2 separate regions of the Sus scrofa genome follow, and region 2 is linked to region 1. Evidence: chromatin contacts called from public Hi-C data. All regions are on one chromosome and are shown on one strand. The core of a region is the stretch at or near the end of the contact, and the rest is flanking DNA. Distances in the headings are between cores, read along the strand shown.

The links. Hi-C and Micro-C count contacts between places; a contact is called where the count stands out from the background.
Region 2: a Hi-C map of embryonic fibroblasts shows a contact between it and region 1, with 2.6 times the contacts expected there. A contact is called at or near these places in 1 of 5 promoter capture datasets (fetal liver), 2 of 47 Hi-C or Micro-C datasets (embryonic fibroblasts and liver) and 2 of 2 datasets of targeted methods (alveolar macrophages and skeletal muscle).

Annotation. Positions count from the first base shown.
Region 1 is chr5:69,619,161-69,624,510 of Sscrofa11.1, forward strand. LOC100737051 (cat eye syndrome critical region protein 2) reads left to right here and starts at 2,711. Exons shown (of 19, transcript XM_021092503.1): 1 at 2,711-2,975. The coding sequence starts at 2,850.
Region 2 is chr5:70,128,978-70,135,151 of Sscrofa11.1, forward strand. PEX26 (peroxisome assembly protein 26) reads left to right here and starts at 4,047. Exons shown (of 5, transcript XM_003126596.4): 1 at 4,047-4,873; 2 at 5,951-6,091. The coding sequence starts at 4,659. MICAL3 (F-actin-methionine sulfoxide oxidase MICAL3) reads right to left here and starts at 3,992. Exons shown (of 40, transcript XM_021092508.1): 1 at 3,800-3,992.

The sequences.
Region 1 (5,350 bases), core at 1,461-3,960:
GCTCTATTTTAAAGGTGAAAGACATCTGGCTCAGGGACCATTAGTTCAAGCCTTTCCTCACAGATGAAATACAGAGAGGTTAAGCCTTTTCTAAGAGAGAACCAAATTTCCTAATATATTCACTTTCCACAACCTCTAAAATTTTTAAAATTAGCCTGGCTTACAGCCCTCCGTGGGAATGCAGCCCTCTACTGAGAAAGGAGGGTATGTGTGAGGGGTACCAAGAATTTGTGAGATACCTGGATCTCAGTTGCACACAGACAACTGAAGTGAGAGAGTAATGGTCCCACATTACTCCAGCTCCAGCTGGCTTCCTGCACTGAGGCAAGGAGGAGTAGTCAGGGTGGCCAGGCAAGGGATAGAAAGGGCAGCTTGAGTAGAGGAGAGAAGCAGCATAATCCAACAGAGAGAAAACTGCATGAATGGTGAGATGATCTGAATTCTAGTCCTGGTCACCAGGGGTTATAGAAGAAGCCATACTTTCGTCACACCCCTTTCAAGATTCAAATAACTGCTTTGAACTGATCATTTAGAATTTGCCATGTATTTCTCAAAGAAACAGTGGTATAAAATGTTGGTTAGTTTCCCAGATTATCCTCCAGGAACCTATTAAAATTCCATAATAGCTGAAATTATTGCATATTTTGTGAAGAGAAATATAAGTAATTTTTGCCATGTTCATTAATAAGCAAAACAGATTTAAACTAATTATTGCGTGTGTTTGGGGATTTTAGGGCTGAATCTGCAGCATATGGAAGTTCCCAGGCTAGGTTTTGTGTGTGTGTGTGTGTGTGTGTGTGTGTGTGTGTGTTTAATGGAAAACATTTCATTAGAAAATGACATAGAACTGAAGGTTGTGGCAAATCTGGAAGAGAATTACTCTGGGCATTGCAAGGTCATCTGAGATCAACAGCACTGGCTCACAAACAGAAAAGAGGCAAGAGAGAGAAAGGGAAAGAAAATATGAGCTGTGCATGTGCTGGGAACACGATACCCACAGCTGGTGTTTAGAGGATGAGGAATGGGCCAGGATGGAAAGGCAGTAAGTAGGGAGAAGAGGCCAGTGTCCAACACGGAGGCACAGGGGGCAGTGATCCAGGTTAGGCCAAAGTCAGTCCAGAAAACAGATTTGAGGCAGTTAAGTCTTGGGGGGAAGGTGGGACAAATGTTCAGCTTCAGGGTATCAATTCCAGCAGAGGCAGGGTGGGTGCAGATGCCAGGCTTTACCTGGAGCCCAAAGGCAGGGAACCCAGAGGCCACACCTTTAGCCCCAGAAGACACAAAACATGTCTGGAGGGACAGGACTGGTTCTGGCTGGTGTGAGAGCGGGCCAGTCAAGAGCACAGGGGACCAGAGTTAGAGGAGAGAGAGAAACATGTATAGAGCTGTGTGCCGTCCACGTGGACACTGACAGGTGACCCTCATAAGAAAAAGGCGGCAGGAGGAAAGAATGCTGAGGAAGGGGCAGGAGGCAGCCAGCCTCCCCACCACTGAGGATCCCCAGCTCCAGGACAGCTTGGCTGGTGTCCAGGACTGGGCAATGGTGTGGGGAGGGCAGCCTTCATGCAAGCATGCCAGGGTAACCAAATCTGGTCCTAGTATGTGACATTCTAGGAGCTGTTACTTCCAGCCTGGCAGTCCTGACCCCTGGGAGGCAGGTAAGAAGGTTAATCAGCAGTAAAGGATAAAGGGCAGAATGAGGAGACAGAGGAGAACCAGGAAAAGGTGGGGAAAGCAGAGGCAGGATGTCATGGATTAGAAACAAATGTGAAGTGAAGCAGGAACCCTTGCACAAAAGAGAGGGAAAAGCATGCAAAGTCAGTCTGATCTGTGGGCAAAGGAAGAGAGTCGGGGACAAAAACGGCGAATTCAGGGCATGTGATTAATTCCACAGTGCGCACAGGTCTTCCACCAACAGGGCATCTACAGGAGAGCTGGGCCTTATCAACACAAAAATGCAGCCTCTGCTGTTTTGGGGGTATTTAGATATGTGCTCATTTTTGTCAATGATCAGAACACACGGTAGAATTTAAGGATGAATTTTAAATCGTTCAATGGTTCCAGGTAATAAAAGAGCAGAACTGCCCAAGTTTTGTGCTGTTTCGGTGCCAGGGCGGTTGGGGGAAGGCGGTGCGAGCCTGTGTTGGATGGACGAAATATTCTGACGCATGAAAGATACACGTAAATATACATTTTCTTTAAGAATCCGGGTTTTTAATAAGTGCTGTCTTATAAAAACAGAACAGGTTACTAGAAAGACGAGAATAAAGTGAGGAAGAGAATGACCCAGAGGAGCGCTCCAAAACATCCCGGCTAAGCGTCCCGGGCTGGTCCCGGTGACGGCCGCGCCGGAGAGGGGAGCGCGGGCGCCCAGCAGCCCCCAGGCCGGCCGGACCAGCGCCCGAGAGCCTGGGTTGTAGCCCACCCGGGAGGGGCAGGTGGCCCCCACTCAGCGGGGGTGCGGGTCCACCCCACGCCCGCAGCCCCACGTGCGCTCAGCCCCGCGAGGCGCCGCCCGCCTCTCGGGGCGCGACCACCCGCCACGTGGGGGCGGGGCCCGGCGGGGGCGGGGCGGTGTTCGCCCCGCGGCCCCTCCCCCCGGCCCTCGGGCGCCCCTCCCCCGCCCCGCGCGGCCCGCGGGCGGGGGCGGGGGCGGGGTTGTTGTTGTGCCGAGGCCCCGCCCCTGCCCGCCCCCGGCCCATCTGTTCCCCGCGGGCCGCGGCGACATTGTGCGGGCTGGGCGGCCGGGCCGCGGCGCGATGGGCCCGGGGCAGCCGCCGCGGTAGCTCGGCCGGAGCGGCGCCGGGAGCAGGCGGGCGGCGGGCGCGGAGGCGGCGGCGCGGCCGGAGATGCGCCCCGAAGAGGGCGGCGCGGCGGCGCTGGGCGAGCTGCGCTCGTGGTGGGAAGTGCCGGCCATCGCTCACTTCTGCTCGCTCTTCCGCACGGCGTTCCGCCTGCCGGACTTCGAGATCGAGGTGCGCGGGCCGGGAGGGCGGGCGGGGCCGGGGCCGGGCTGAGGGGATCGGGCGACAGGGAAAGTTGGGCCGTTAGTCCCGGGCGTCCCCGCGAGCCCTGTGCGGAGTCGGCGGCCGGGGAGCGGGCGGCGGGCTTTGTGGGGCCGGGCGGGCGGGCGGGCGCCCCCGGCCGGCGCCGCGACCCCTCCCCCGGCCGCCTGGGCCCAGCGCGCGGCCGGCCGGTGCCCGCGGCTGCGGACAAAGGTGCGGGGCCCGGCGCGGCCGGCCGGGCGGAGCGCGTGGGTCAGGCGCCCGGGGAGGCGCGGCGGGCGGGGAGCGGGCGCGCCGGCGGCCACAATGCTGCGGCCCGGTGCGGGTGTGGGTACCGGCCGCACGCTTGTTCTCAAAGTTGGGACGCCACTCGGACGAGCACGGCTTCGACTAAACGAGCTGGCGGGGCGACGGTCCGCGGCGGCTCAGAGAAACGGGCGCAGAAATGAGAGATTTGGGAGTGTTGAAAGTCAAGACTTGATTCACAACTCTTCCGAAAATCCTGTTTCTTTTAGTTGGTAAAAGCACTCGGCACTTTAATTCTGCTGCTCAAAATGGTGGCTGCGGTGGGAGGTGTTGCTGGTGACAATGCCGTCGTGGTGCTGCTAAACTTGCCCCTACCCCATTTTCTCTCTGGGATGTAGTAAAACTGAGGTGCTGCTGAATCCCAGGTTTAGAGTTTAAGGACCCGTCTGAAAATCCTGTGGAAAAACTTCATCTTTCCAAATCCGTGTATTCGGATTTTGTTGATGGAAAAATAGAGGTAACTAATTTCGCTCTAAGTTGTACAGAAATCTAATCTATAAATCACTTCTTATGTTCTAAGAGATAAACTTGTGGTTTTAAGTATTAGCTGCTTTAATTCCTAAAGGAAATGTAATCTGATCTGAGAGGTCCAATTTGTACGTATAACTGAAATGAAAAATCGTTGTTGCAGGTGAATAATCAGGGCCACTTGAGATGACTATTCTCTCTTTTGATCTCAGCATTTCTTGGAATTGACACGTTTCTGGTTGTTAAAAGTGTGTACTATTTGAAGTATATACAACACGAATTAGTATTTGGAATCTAGCGTATGCATATTTTGATAATTATCCATATCTGTTTATATTTGGAGATGTTCAGTAGATGGGTAACTGATAGTGACTTTCACCATTGCAGTTCTTGTATAATCCTTTTCACATAGAGGTGTGTTTTGATGAATTTGAGGAATGCAGATTTTAACTTAAAGTCTTCAGTAATAATCAGAAAATTAAAATTTTGGAGTAATTTTTAGGCTTCTAGCAAATTTGACTCAGTGGCGCAGAACTCAGAACATTATCAGTTTTGATTCTTTAAGTACAAATAAATTTGTTGTATTTTTTTTGCTTAGGTGATTTTTTTAAAGTAATAGTTTATTGTCTTGACATTTTGAGAAACAGTCCCTTGGTTAGAGTTTATGATGCACTGGAAGGGCTTTCTTCAAAACAGCAAATGACACCAATATTGAGATGTGTCTATTGGGACAGCTGGAAAGGCCCTACATTCTTAATTTACTGCAATTTTAAAAGATAGAAACGAGAATAATACCAAGTGGTAGAAGTTGGATATCATCTTTTTTAGGAAACCAGTTTTCAGCTGTGGGAAAGAGCTCCTCTTACCCTTGACCACCAAGCTGAACCCGTGGATTTATAGAGAATTTAGGAAGCAGAATCTTCAAGGACTTGGCTTCTATTTATCTAAAGCAAGGCAATCTCTTAGATAGCTGAAGGGCTAGGAGGATTCATGCTGCAGTTCTGCAAGAGGTCAAGACCTCACACTTAGAGAATTGGCCCCCAAAGCATAGATATTTTTACTTTTGCAAGAACACCTTTTTACTCTGTTAGTCAACCTTGAAGACACAGGATTTCTTTAGAAGAGTCAATATACCTGATTCTTGTTTTTTAAGGTATGTTTAATTTGTATGTTGCTGCCCCCCAAATACGGATTCTATAATCATCAAACCAGAAATCTGCAAATGTGTAGGTAATGCATTAAGTTGTTCACAGTTTCTGGTTTTAAAAACTACGTAGTCATGATATGAAACTTGTGAATTTTAGCAAAATATAGGTAAGAGAATTAAATCACCCATAATCCCACGCTTAGAGATGTCAGCTGTTAACTGTTAACATTTTATCCCACCACACAGGACAAAAGCTGTTAGCTGTTGATATATTTAGAAATTCCCAAATATGCTCCCTACATTAAGTGGTGTTTAAACTTTTCAGATGAGGAGGTAGAGGTGTTGCTGGACAACAGTAGGTTAATGACACTGAATTCGGTAGTTGGTATTATGAAACACCTATAACCAGGTGCTCAACATCAAA
Region 2 (6,174 bases), core at 2,797-5,296, 510 kb after region 1:
AGACAGCATTAGAGGGAACCTTGCAAATTATTCACAGGCAAGAAGGCAGGTTGGGCTATCACATCTGCAAACACCTCTGTGTCTCTGCCAATTGGGGCTGCCTTAGGGCCTGTATCTCCTGGGTTCCAACCTCTCACACAGCAAGGGAAGCTGAAGGTCAGGATAATGGTCCAGAACAGCTCTGGGAGCTGGGGTCCCTTAGGGCATTGTATGCCTACTGCTCTGCACCAGCTAGACTCACAGGTGTCCAAGATGGGGGCTCTGTTCCCGGTTCCCAGGAAGGGCACTGCTGAGTAGGGAATAGAACAAATAGCTATTGTGAAGGACGCACAAGAGAGGCATAAAGGGCAAAACACAGTAGCGAGTTTGAAGGGAGGAGTAATGAGCTTTATTTGGATGCAGCCAGGAAGGACCTGGCTGGGACCAGCCTCTTTCCACCTTCTACGACAGGGCAGGACTGGCTGGTCTGCAGCGAGCTTCTGTTACTTGCTTCATGTCACGGCAGCATGAAGATCTGCTCAGGTGAACCCTGACTCCTGGGTGGGTGAGAATATGTGGAAATTGGATGGCAGGTCTGCATGGGGCTTCCAGCCATCCTTGAAGAATGCCCCTGGCGTGGGCCCTGGTGACAAATCTCCAGTAACTATTCCAGCTTTGCCGCTGAAACCATGAGTTTGGAGCTCAGACGGCTTCTGAACTTTAGTTTCCCATCTGGCAAGAGGAGTAAAAATAATACACCTCTGTTGCCTTGCTCACAGGTTGGCCGTCAAGCACCCAAGGGTAAGTGAGAGCGTGTGTACAGCCAGAATGACCCACTAAGAAAGACTCCAGCCAAACTGCCTCACTGAGGTCCCAGCCTCGCTCTGCCTGCCTGTGTGACCGCCCTGCTGTCCAGCGTCTTCATCTACAACATGGGGTGACAGCAGGATTCCTGTCCCAGGGCTGTTGGTGATTAAGATGAGTTCGATGTAAGGCACTTGGAATAGCACGTGGGGCACGGTAAATTCAGGACCACACAGATTGCACCATCGTTACTATAAAGTGACAGAGGACAACTATGATTTTGATGATGGTTACTTCTGAGACACAGAAGCAAAGTAAGAGTCCTGCTGTGTCTATATGGAGAGGAGGAAACAGAAAGCATTGAGTTCTGCCCTGAACTCCAAGTTCAGGCTTTAAAAAAGAGCCATAAAAATGCCATCTAACTGACGCAGACCTGGAGTGAGGAAGGCACACCCCTTGACCGTCATGGGAAAACATCATCTCCACCCTGCCAATACTTATCTCTTTGGCTTGCTTCTGGCCAAAGTTCCCCACCAGGCATGATCCTACTGTACCCAGAGCTTGACCACTGATTCCCTGTACCACAGGGCTCTGGCTGGATGAGACGTGTCGAGAGGGGCAGCTCTGGATGTTGTCTGTCAAAGTGAAATGTAGAGCCAGCTTGGAAAGGGCAGACAGGCTGGGCTGACTCTACAAGTGGGCGTCTGACCTTTGCAAAGAAGAGTCAAGAGTCAAGACTCTGGGTCAAAGAGGAAGATTACAGAACTTCGAGGTGGAATTAGACTTTCTTCTCCTTACTCACCCCAGCATATCATCACCCTCATTCCTCTGAACTATTGCAGTGATATAAAGCACTCTAGTGGCTGTCACATGATCTCTTTTGAGCCTCACAATACCCCATGTGGCAGGTGTTGGTATTCATGTCTTCAGATGAGAAAACAGACTCAGAGGACTAAGCCGACCTTCCAGAGGTCCCTAAGATTCCAAGCGGCATAGCCTATCTCCCATTCCAGAGCTCCTTCTGCTACAGAAACACCAACTTACCACATGTTCAAAGTAGGTGAGCAAATCCACAACCTCAGGACCCTGCTCAGGCAAGACACACTGTACCTGGCAAACAGAAAGAACAGCAAGTCCCACAGCTTGGGCTAGGGAATGGCTATTGCGTGGGTTTCGTGTCTCATTTACTCCACTAATTTTCCCAAAATGAAAGGATTCCAACAATACAAATCTTGACACAGGTCAGGGCTTTCAGATTGGAAAGAACTGCCTTGTTCCCACTTCTCTCTCTCTCTTTTTTTTTTTGTGGCTGCACCAGAGGCATATGAAAGTTCCCAAGCCAGGGATCGAATTCGAGCCAGAGCTGCAACCTGCACCACAGCTGTGACCTGCACCACAGCTGCAGCAATGCCAGATCCTTAACTCACGGCCCCGGGGCTGGCGATGGAACCCCAATCTCTGCAGCAGGAACTCCACCACCACTTATTTTATACCAGAGGGAGGGAAGGCTGTTTCATAGCTTGAGTCATGAGCCCTGAGACATTAAGACACTTGGTCACTGTCCCTCAGGTGGAATAAATTAGGACTGCTGTGTCTTAGCTTGAGATGGTCTGGCTTCATTAGATGGTCTGGCTCCATTATGTCAGCACTGTTACTCGGGAATCAGCTGGTGGGCATAAGAGTGCTAAGGGGTAGTGGTGACAGAGAGACCACTGCGTAGGCCCAGGTAGTCAGAGATTGGGCGAAACACAGAAATAGAAAAATCCTATTTTCATATTTTTTTTTTTTTTTTTTTTTTTTTGCAAACTCCCACTTCTTTAAATATCTTGACCTCATTCTAGGGATCACAGCACTGCACGTACTGGCAGGCTTGCTTCTTTTAAGGCTGTGCTGCCATCTCCTGGAAAATCCTGGGCAGAGCAAGAACCTTCTCTAGGATTAAGGAAGGGGCCTTTTTCTGGCAGCAAAAGCTTGGAAGTGGTGCTCCTGGAGGCAGAGGCCTGGTCCTGCCAGTCTCAACTGGCCCAGGCCTGGTCAGGTCTGTATTCTGACGCTACTACTGCTTTTCTGATTTTTCAGGGGAGACTTATAAGCCAATTCTGAGAAACAGTTTTTTGTTTGTTTACAGTCCAGTAATTATGCTATTACTAATGATCTTCATTATTGGCTGTCAAATCTGAGGCAGAACAGATAAAACATTTTGATAAATTCAGCCTTGAACTAATTCACTTTCCAGAGTGGAGTTTGCTCTGTGGGAAGAATATTGCCTGGAGAGAAAGGGGGACTTAGGGTGGACATCAAGTATGTGTTGGTCCCAAGGGCAGTGATTTCACCAATGGAGGCTAGTTCTGAGCATGAAAAGCACATTTTCTCTCTGCTCTACTTCAACCCTGGATTTACTGCTAGAAAACAAAGTTAAACGTAGTCACTGTTGTCACATCCAAGTTCTCTTTAAGCATTTATCACCATCTGACATACCACTGTATTTATTTTTAATTTTGCTCCCCTCTTTCACTATGATGGAAGCTCCACAAAGGAGGACATTTTTGTCTCCTTCGTTCATGTGGGATCCTCAGTGTTTAGAACAAGGCTGGCACTTAGTAGGTGTTAAATATCCACGGAAAAAGTGAAGTCCTGGCTTTATCACCTTATGCCATTATGGGGTCCACACTTCTCATCCCCAGAGTCTGATGGATTTTGTGCTTCTGCCTCAGCTTTCCAGGAGGACTTTTTGCAGAGGGTGGAAGGCCCTGGCTGGTGACCATGGAAGGGGATGCTGAGGCAGGCAGGTGCTGACCCTGTGCCTGGCCTGTCCGATTTAATCACAAGGGCAACGTTTTGGAGAGAGTGCAAATGGTAGGGAACTGGGAGGAACTGAAGCTCAGGGCTTAGCACAAACCTAGGAGGCTCTTCAAAGCCTGAGTGAAGCACAGAATATAATAATAAATGTAACTTCTGTATCTGTGTAAAATTACTTAATAATTACTATTAAAGCCAGGACGTATTGAATACTTACTCTGACTCAGTCCTTTACTGTAAACTGCATTACACACTGTACGGCTTTTTCACGGAATATCTATCTGGCATAAGACACGGAGGCTCAGTGTGGATCCCTGGACACAAGCGGACACAGCCCATCCGGCAGAGCGCGGTGGCCAAGCTCCTGCCCTTGGCTGGCTGTGTTTTTGCCACCTGCCAGTTGTGGGACCGGCAGCAAAACAAAAGAAGGAAGGACTGACGGGTGCTGGGCGGGGCCCGGGAGGAGGCGGTTCACAGACGCCCTCTCCTGCTCGCCGCCGGAGCCGTGTCCCTACAGAATCCAGGAGCTAGAGAAGCCGGAGGCCAGAGCCTCGGCCCGCAACAAGTACCCACCTCACCTCCCACAGCCCGCGGCTTGGGTCGGCTGGCTTCCTCCGACTGTGACGGCTTCTGGGGCGCCGTATGCCGGGGCTTGTAGTCCGAAGCCCCCCATCTGCGCCCCGGAGCGGGGCCGCTCCAGGAGCAAGACTACAACTCCCAGAGTGTCCCGCGCCGCCGGGCGCCGCTCTGCGCGCGCAGCGAAGCTGTCGGCGCCCACGTTCCCGCGCCGCTGGCGGCGGCTCAGCCCCTGGAGAGGGTCGGGGCAGACTCCTTCCCGGGCTCGGGGGTTCCAGTCCTTGTCGTGAGGCTGCGTCTCCAGGGACGCAGTGCTCTGCATATCCGAGGGTGCCAGGCTGTCCCTCGCTGGAGCCGCAGACAAGCCCAGCCGCGCCAATCTTTCCTTTACGGGCTGCGGCCTCGGGCGGTTCGTGGGCCAGGCTGTGAGGACCCTCTCTTCTCCCAGGCCGCACCGGACACCCTGCAGCCCCCAGAGGGCGGTCGCCCGGCGCCCGCCTATGAGGAGTGACCCCGCGACCTCTGCAGCCCCCCTGAGGGGGCTTGGGGGCCCCCTGCGGAGCAGCGAGCCGGTGCGCTCCTCCCCGGCCCCATCGGCAGCCGCACTTCTGCTGGAGGAGGCGGCCGACTTGCTGGTGGTGCACCTGGACTTTGCCGCGGCGCTCCGCACCTGCGAACGCGCGTGGCAGGGCCTGGCGGAGGAGCCCGCGGGCGCGTACGTGCTGGGCTCGGCTCCCTTCGGGTGACGGTGGGAGGGGCACCAGTCCCCAGGACTCTTGCCCTCCGATTGTTGGCGGAAGTCTTACTCCTTGCTTTCCTCAGGGGTGCCTGACCTTGTGCCCATTTTCTGAGGAGAAAGGGGAGGCACTGCCCGTTGAGGAGGAAGCAGTTGAGTCGTGTCACAGGGCTTAGTGGGAACCCACAGCCAATTCTTTCTCCCTGTTCCAGGGCAGAATGACATGAAGGGAAGACAGGATTGTATTGTTCAGTTGCTCCAGTAAGCAGGTGGTGGGAGGCTTGTCGAAGGTACACCCTCCACTGAGTTGTCCCCTTCTCACTTTGGCTGATGAGTGGGGATGGGGTTCAGGGCAGGAGTAGTGTTCCAGTTCTATTGAAGGGTCGGATCAAAGAATTAGAAACCTTGGTCTTGCGCTGCTTTTTCTAATGCTGCCGTCCTCTCTGGTAGTTGAAGGCATAATTTCTCTGTGGATTGTAAGGTTGGCTTAGGCCACACTAGGGAGGGGGTGGGTAGAGTAGTCAAAGCTGACCCCAGGGAGTAATGAATTGGGGAGCCCTGGCTGTGTGTTCAGGGGGTTGGTGAATAAATGCTGAAGGCTTTGATTTGGGTGCTTGGAGGTGCCTCTGTAGGTGGTGCTAGGAGGCCAGTAGTGGAGTTCCTGTGCCTGTACTGAGGCTATAACCTTTCAAATTCTTAGCTCCACCTCTCTTCCCACCCAAATATCTATGCTGTTTCTTGTCCTCTTCACCTAAGAAGTAAAGGAACCCTCCTGCTCATTAATCCACATTTCAACTGCATACAGAGCTGTGTGTTGGGCAGCTGCTGATTTGCTTCTAGATTTAGAGAAACTTTTAGCTCCTGGGAAAAGGGCAGTTTTCTCTTGTTTGGGGGCAGAAGACCACTTGTAATTGTGAGGTCCACTAGAACACCGGTGGGAGGGTAGAGGTGACGACTGCTGAATTTGGGAGCTGGTGAAGAAGAGTCCCAAGGTGGAGGTGGCAATGGCAATGCAGGGAAACCGCTTCTAAACTTGAATTGGCTTTTCCCTGACAGCTCCTTGGAGGTGAAATGCTCTCTCTGTGTTGTGGGAATCCAGGCCCTGGCGGAGATGGATCGGTGGCGGGAAGTCCTGTCTTGGGTTCTTCAGTATTACCAGATTCCTGAGAAGCTGCCCCCCAAAGTCCTGGAGTTGTGGTAGGTCCTTAGGTCCTTACCGCTTACCCACTGGGTCAGTGCAGGAGCAAGAGGGTTTTCCTGTCCTTTCCCAAATCAGTCCT